Regions from separate parts of the Ovis aries genome. Here region 1 is linked to region 2. A link is a contact called in public Hi-C data. All regions are on one chromosome and are shown on one strand. The core of a region is the stretch at or near the end of the contact, and the rest is flanking DNA. Distances in the headings are between cores, read along the strand shown. Region 1 overlaps EML6 (EMAP like 6). Region 2 overlaps LOC132659405 (a long non-coding RNA gene).

Region 1 (3,400 bases), core at 582-3,081, 220 kb before region 2:
CTGCCAGCATCTCATTAGCTTTTAGTAACCCCGACTTGTGGATCTACAGACAGATCAGGATCCTGAAGGGTGGTCTTTGTCCTCCCCCGCCCTCTAGAACCTCACTCTGGAGAGGATGGTGTGAGCACCCCCTAGACAGTACTGGGTAGGGGGGAGGGCATTGTATGCTGGGTGGAATCCTTCTCCCAATCACCCAGAGTGAAGGGCAGGGAAAAGAGGATTTTCCACTCCACAGACTGCCTTCCCCCAGCAGGCAACCTCGCCGCCCATCCATCTCAGCTGCTCAGCACAAGGAAACTCTGAGGTGGCAGCGCCAGAGCTATTCTTAGCAGGGGATTATAAAGGAGGAGTCTGCGAATACTCTTACATTAATCTTTTAGTCCCTCTGGTGCATATTCACTCTCAATCTAGGCCATATGTTCCTGAGGAAACCAGGAAGCTTTTATAAACCAAAATTAGAAGCAGATTCTGAGCCTTCTCTGAATGGTGGTCCCCTCCTCTCGGAACTGACAAGTCCTAGACTTCACTTTCACTTTTCACTTTCATGCATTGGAGAAGGAAATGGTAACCCACTCCAGTGTTCTGGCCTGGAGAATCCCAGGGATGGGGGAGCCTGGTGGGCTGCCGTCTGTGGGGTCTCACAGAGTCAGACACAACTGAAGTGACTCAGCAGCAGCAGCAGCACCAAATAACCTCAAAATTCCACTCTGGCACTAGCGTTTTCCAGACTTTTTCTTAAACTGTGCTTACGGCTGAATGAGAAAGGCCCTAAAGCTTATCTGCTTCTACTGTCTCACATCATTTGTGAATCAATTTGAACAGATTTATGAACTGAAGAAGAAAATCCTATGACGAGAACTGTACATCATGGCTATATAAAGAAATGTTAAGGGGGGGTTGTTTTGTTTTGTTTTTGTGGTTTTTTTTTTTTTGTTTCCCAAATTAATAGCTGCCTTTGATGCATAGTTCCTTAATATATGAGTCCATGGTGTAAGATTGTTAAAAGTTCCACTAACTTGTAAATGTCGTCTATCTGACTCTCCGTTTCTCAAGGGCCAGCCCTGTGTCTGTCGCGGTGGCCTCTGTGTGCCTCACACCGTGCCTTGCACATGGTATATAGTGAGCAAATATTTCCTCAGGGAGTAGACAAATAGGCACATTTATTTAACCTGCTCCTCTGCTTATTTAAGTAAATTAATCTGTTCTCAAAATGGCCTACAAATCTGTCCTTTGTCAGCAAACCACTTTTACCTTCATTTTGCTAGCACTGATGGGTGGTCTTACTATTGTGGGGAAGGTGTGACCCATGTAGAACTGAATGATGCCCCATCTGGCCATGGAACTGCTCTTGGTTAAATGATTTCCTATCTTCATATCCCTTGTTCATTAGGGATTAAATTTTATTTGGTTTAAATCTATTTAAATAACCCAAGGCAAAAAGGACTGAAAGAAAAGTCTATATTATTATAGCCACCGCACCCATCTTACAGACAAAGCTTCTTAGCAGATTTATAGTGAAATAAAGAATATGCTCACAAGTAGCAAAGTCTAAAAATATGGAAAGGTTTAGATTTCCCTGAGTTGAAGCAAATCCCCATCTATAGGTAATCCCAGTTTTCCTTCGTACCTTTTGTGCTATGTTTGGGGACAGAAGTCCACTGGGAGAAACTGCCCCAATTTTTTTTTTTAATGCTTTATTGAATCAGTTAATCCACATTTCAAGTTTGCTTGAGGCTTGATGAACATGAAGAAGCAAGACAATGCTCCCATCCATAGTGATATCAACAAATAAACAGCCCAGCTCTCCTGGCGCTTTCCTCAGCTCCACTGGCCTGACAGAAGCCCTTTGTCATCACTGATCAATAGCTGCTTTGTGAGCTTGTATCGAAGAGCTGCTAAGAACTGACAATCGTGCTGGCAGGTGCTGCTGAACTTAACATAACTGAGATCTGTCAAAAGCATCTGATCCCATGGTGGAGGGACCATGAAGGGCATAAACTTTGGTACACAGCCCTGCAGTTGCAAACAGGTTGCCTGTGAGCTAAGCTCAGACCTCATGCTGGGAGGGTGTTTGCGTCTGTGTCGGGTGGAGAGTCCCTGCTACTCCAGAGCATTTCTCTCCAAGCTGAAGTCTTCTTCTTCCCTGCACCCCTTAATCCTGTGAGATTTCTACACGCAGAGCTGCCCTGAGCAGGTGGAAGGTGGCGAGTTTCCTATTCTCTAACACGGTGGAGGGAACTGAAGGTGCAGAATCTATTAATCACTTCAAAGGCCGGTTTCTTAGTCATGTAACTCTTCTGAAAGTTTGTTAGTGATTTTTAAGGGAATTTAATGCTACCTTCATAAATGGTTTTCCCTTTTCAGATCTCTTGGCTTTCTGTGTTTTTTGAACCAAAGTAATGACTATGTAATGGGTAGTTTTAGGAATTGAGCCTTCCATTCATTAGAAAATAGCTTGCTCACTTTTTATCACAAAGAATGGGCCAGGGTGTAAAAATGCAGAGGTGTTATAGAATGCTATGAAGTGCTGTAAAATGATTTTTAAATAGATTAACACACCTAGGAAATCATACTCCTACAGTGGGATCAGTTGACTCAAACCCACTCACACGTGAAGCTAAAGAACACATCACGAATGGGTAAGCCCTTTTCTACCCAGAGGGAGTCTCTTTCAGAAGATAGTGGCAAAGTTGGGTCTTACTATTTTAGTCAAGCGTTTAAATGTCTCTTGGATCTCCATTTAGAGGGAATGCATGCTACTAGGGTCGTTTACCCTCCCACTTTTTACTGTTGTGTGGTCAAGATGTGATAACTGAGGTCTTTGCAGAAGCAGTTGTTAGGATGCACAATCTGTGCCCCTTGACATGATGTCCATGGGTGTATGACATGCAGGACTGGGCTTCTTGTGGGTGTGTGGAAAGCATATTGGTGCCACTGTTGTGCTCTAAACAGCTGGTGTGCTCTAAACAGCCCCATCCACTCCTTTGAAGTTCACATCGTGCCGGGCCATCTTTCCCCCTCCCAGTTCCTGTCTTTTATCAGTTTCCTGTCCCTGTTTGGCTGGTGGTCAGCTGGCTGACCCCAGCTCCTGCCGCACTGCGGCTTATGTCATCAACCATTGCTCCTCTCGCTGACTTAACCTTCTCTCCTCTAGATTTCTCATTCCCAGAACACCTGACCTTCATCCTCACCAAGATACCCAACGCCTAGACACCTTCATTTTTCTCTCAGCTCCCTCCCAGCCTCCCTTCTTGCCTCCTTAAATGCCACCCCTCCAGTCCTCTGGGCTCTTCATCCCTGTATTTCTCCTACCCCTCTACTCCTCTGACTAGAAGATCACACTGGTGCTGGTTGCCCTCACCAGAATCCTTCCCATGCTCCACCCCACAAAACCATTCAC
Region 2 (3,319 bases), core at 542-3,041:
GTAATGAAGATAATGGCAACCTTTCTTCAAAAGGTCCCACGCACGCACTGCTACACTCAACCCCTCAACCCTGCAGCAGGCCACTGCCACATGTCACTGCTGGAGACTCCTGGACACTCATGGGCAAGTCTGGGTCAGTCTCTTGTGGGGTTACTGCTCCTTTCTCCTGGGTCCTGGTGCACACAAGGTTTTGTGTGTGACCTCTCAGAGTCTGTTTCCCAGTCCTGTATAAGTTCTGGCAGCTCTATGGTCGGGTTAACGGCGACCTCCTCCAAGAGGGCTTAGCCACACCCAGGTCTACTGCACCCAGAGTCCGTGTCCCTGCAGCAGTCCACTTCTGACCCACACCTCTGCAGGAGAAACTCAAACACAGTTCTGTCTCAGTCTCTGCGGGGTCTCTGGGTCCCGGTGTGCACAAGGTTTTTTTGAGCCCTCTGAGCATCTCTAGTGGGTATGGGGTTTGAGTCAAAATGTGATTTTGCCCCTCCTACCGTCTTGCTGGGGCTTCTCCTTTGCCCTTGGATGTTGGGTAGCTCCTCAAAGTCACTCTAGTGCCACACAGCCAGATTACCTTACAGTAAAGTAGATGCAGTGTCAGTGTCTGCTGCCCCCACATGCTGGAACGTCACCCACTCCAGCTTGCATGGAGAATTGCCCCTGACCTCAACCCTCTGGCAGGGAGGCAGAACCACCAGGAGGAAGATTCCTGGCTCTGAGGAGTAAGAGAGAGAGCGCAGGCCTTGTACCTCTGGACCCCAGACACCCACCCGCTCAGGACCCGCCAGCTCTGGCCTTTCCCTCTCTTGGAACTGGCCTGACGTTTCTGCAAATCACTGTCACTGCCTGCAGCAACCCACAAGATCCTCTCCCCAAAAGGGCTGCCTAGTGAGCAGAAGACAACCTTCTTATTGTTGGGGAACATTCAGGGTAAAAAGCATAGGTTACAAAGTCTGAAGAAGGAGGGAAGATTGTTCATAGGCACTGTCCCAGGGATTCCTTCCTAATTTACCCTGAGAATCCTTTTGGCCTCAGGCTCCTGATGGGCATCAACGTGCTTCCCTCCTGTTGGCTCACCAGCCCAGATGCACCGTCGGGCATGCAAATACCACTGTGCCCACAAGCCCTGGTATTCCGAAGAGCCCCAGGCTCAGCCTGCTTTAGAGTAATTTTAAAGCTGAAGTGAAATAACATGTAAGAAACACAGGTAATGTAGCTATGTGGTAACCAGGTTAGTTGTCATTGTGCTAGGTTTTTTCCATTTGACTCACCTCCATGTATTCTCAGCTCCAGGAGCTGACCCTGGAGGAAAGTGCCATTGTGAGCACCCTTGCTGGCTGGCTTCTGGTTTTGCCAACAGGAGGCAGGAGAAATGGGCAGGGATTTCTTCCCCACTCCCTCCCTGTTCTGGGGCCCTGTCTCTGGAAGCCCTTCCTTGTAGCCCGTAGGCCACAGTCCTGCTAGGTCAGGCACCGAGACTTCCTCCTGTTCTTTGCCCTTACAAAAGTAATGGTGCCCCCGATGCAAGTCTTCAGGTACCACAATGCTCCCTATCTGTTTCCCTCATGCCCACTGCTGTCGATCCTTTCATTAGTCTTTCTATTTGAACCACCTGGGATAAATTCTGTTTTCCTGGCAGACCCCTGACTGATGAACTTATAGACATCTGCACCTGTGTCTACCCAGCTGACGTGGCCCGCCTTGGCCTCACTGGTCACTGAGAGGAGAGGAAGATAGTGTCCAGTGTTGGTTAACAGAATCTGCAGTGCAGAGCTTCCAAACCCCCAGCAGGGCCAGCTGGCCCCTCCTTCCTCTGCTTCTTTCTAGTGCCCTAGCTGCACTGTCTTATAAGGCAGCTCAGCGTGGGCTGCCAGTAATCTGACATCAGAATGGAAGAATACAGAGGCCTCAGAGGTTCTGCATTTTCTGGAATCTAATGATTCTGCTGATCCTCTGGTGTTTGGCAATTGCTATTTCAATTCCAAGATGCTTAAATCACTTCTTTGTTCTTTCCGCTGTGTAACTAGGGCGCCACTATGAGTCTGGAGCAATTGCTGTTTGAGGTAGGCGTTTTTATTGGGGGGAGTGGATTACGTAGGGTTGTTTTGTTCTGGAGGACTCAAACCATGTGCTTGGAAGAATGTCAAGTTTGTTTGGGGCTTTTCTACTATAGGAGGTCCACAGCTGACCCTTTCTTCAAATGGTGCTTCTTCTGTCCATCTGTTTCTAGCATTACTTCCTCGTTTCAGGGTGGGTGTCTAGTTTGGGAGCTCCAAGGCCTCACCTCCCTCCAGCTTCCGGGTAGTTGCAAGCTTGTCTGCCAAATTCACTCATGATATATGTATTTACTGAAGGCCTGCCTATTGCCAGGGAGACTGGGCACAGGAAAACAATGGTGACCAAACACTGTCCCTGCCCTTCAGGACCTCATAGTCTAGCAAGAAGGGAATACAGGGAAAGCTCAGCGAACTACCAGGAGCACCAGAAGGGGAGAGCTGTGGGGGGTCAGACTGGGTTCTGCCTCCTCACTGTCAGCGTTCTAAGGCCGGGATCAGGTTCACAGCTAGCCCATTTTCCACACCTCAGAGGAAATGTGCTTCATAAATAAGTAACCACACCTGCTACTATGCAAATAAGCTCAGCTCTGCTCTTGAACAGCCAGGTTCACATTTCCACTAGCCTTTTCTCTCCAGATTCCACATTCTGTGCTGTTATTTATCAGTCTTTAGTTACCGAATGAGACAGCCAAAGTCGAAAAGAAAGGACCATTTGAAGGACCTTTACCTGGCCCCCATGTGCCTGGGTTCCCTTCAGGGGCTACTGGTTACCCTGGCCCAGTCTCATGCAAAAAAAAACCAACAAAAGACAAAGACTGCAGAAAATACCGACTCCACTAAGACTAAGCAAAGGGTGGGAGGCAGTGGGGGGAGGGGTTGGGAAACAGGAGAGTTAACTCAGCAGGAAACCACTCTTGCCCCAGTGGACTCCCTGAGCATTTCAGATGCAACTCAAGTCCTGACTCACCTTCACTGGCCTCACAGTAGAGCCTCACAGAGGCTAAGGACGGCCAGAAGACGGGCTGCTAAGAATTTTCTGGTTTCAGTTCAGGCTGCTTTCCAAAATTATCTGGGGAGTCAAGAGACATTTCAGGTTATGCCATAACTAATCCACACATCTTGCATTTATTTGGGAAAGGAGGCACCAATCTTCTATGTGGGTGGGATAGGAAGTGAAGACTAGGGAATCTAGTATCCCCTTTTGTTCCCATTTTCCTTTGTGAAAACCCTTCAAATCAAAAAGTCATTGAATGTTGAAGGTGAAA

What was found. Hi-C and Micro-C count contacts between places; a contact is called where the count stands out from the background.
Region 1: a contact with region 2 is called in a Hi-C map of hypothalamus, with 2.7 times the contacts expected there. The contact joins two enhancer-like sites. A contact is called at or near these places in 3 of 16 Hi-C or Micro-C datasets (hypothalamus, skin fibroblasts and tail adipose tissue).

What each region holds. Positions count from the first base shown.
Region 1 is chr3:69,067,017-69,070,416 of ARS-UI_Ramb_v3.0, reverse strand. The region is part of intron 27 of EML6 (EMAP like 6); the gene reads left to right. Among named protein-coding and RNA genes, the nearest start is that of RTN4, 100 kb to the right of the region's middle. Within about 2 kb of position 1,831, at least 11 of the 54 cell types and tissues checked have an H3K27ac peak or open chromatin away from gene starts, as enhancers often do. A contact at or near this core is called in hypothalamus, where this site is marked.
Region 2 is chr3:68,847,908-68,851,226 of ARS-UI_Ramb_v3.0, reverse strand. LOC132659405 (a long non-coding RNA gene) reads right to left here. Exons shown (of 2, transcript XR_009599832.1): 1 at 3,022-3,319. Among named protein-coding and RNA genes, the nearest start is that of TRNAE-UUC, 30 kb to the right of the region's middle. Within about 2 kb of position 1,791, at least 19 of the 54 cell types and tissues checked have an H3K27ac peak or open chromatin away from gene starts, as enhancers often do. A contact at or near this core is called in hypothalamus, where this site is marked.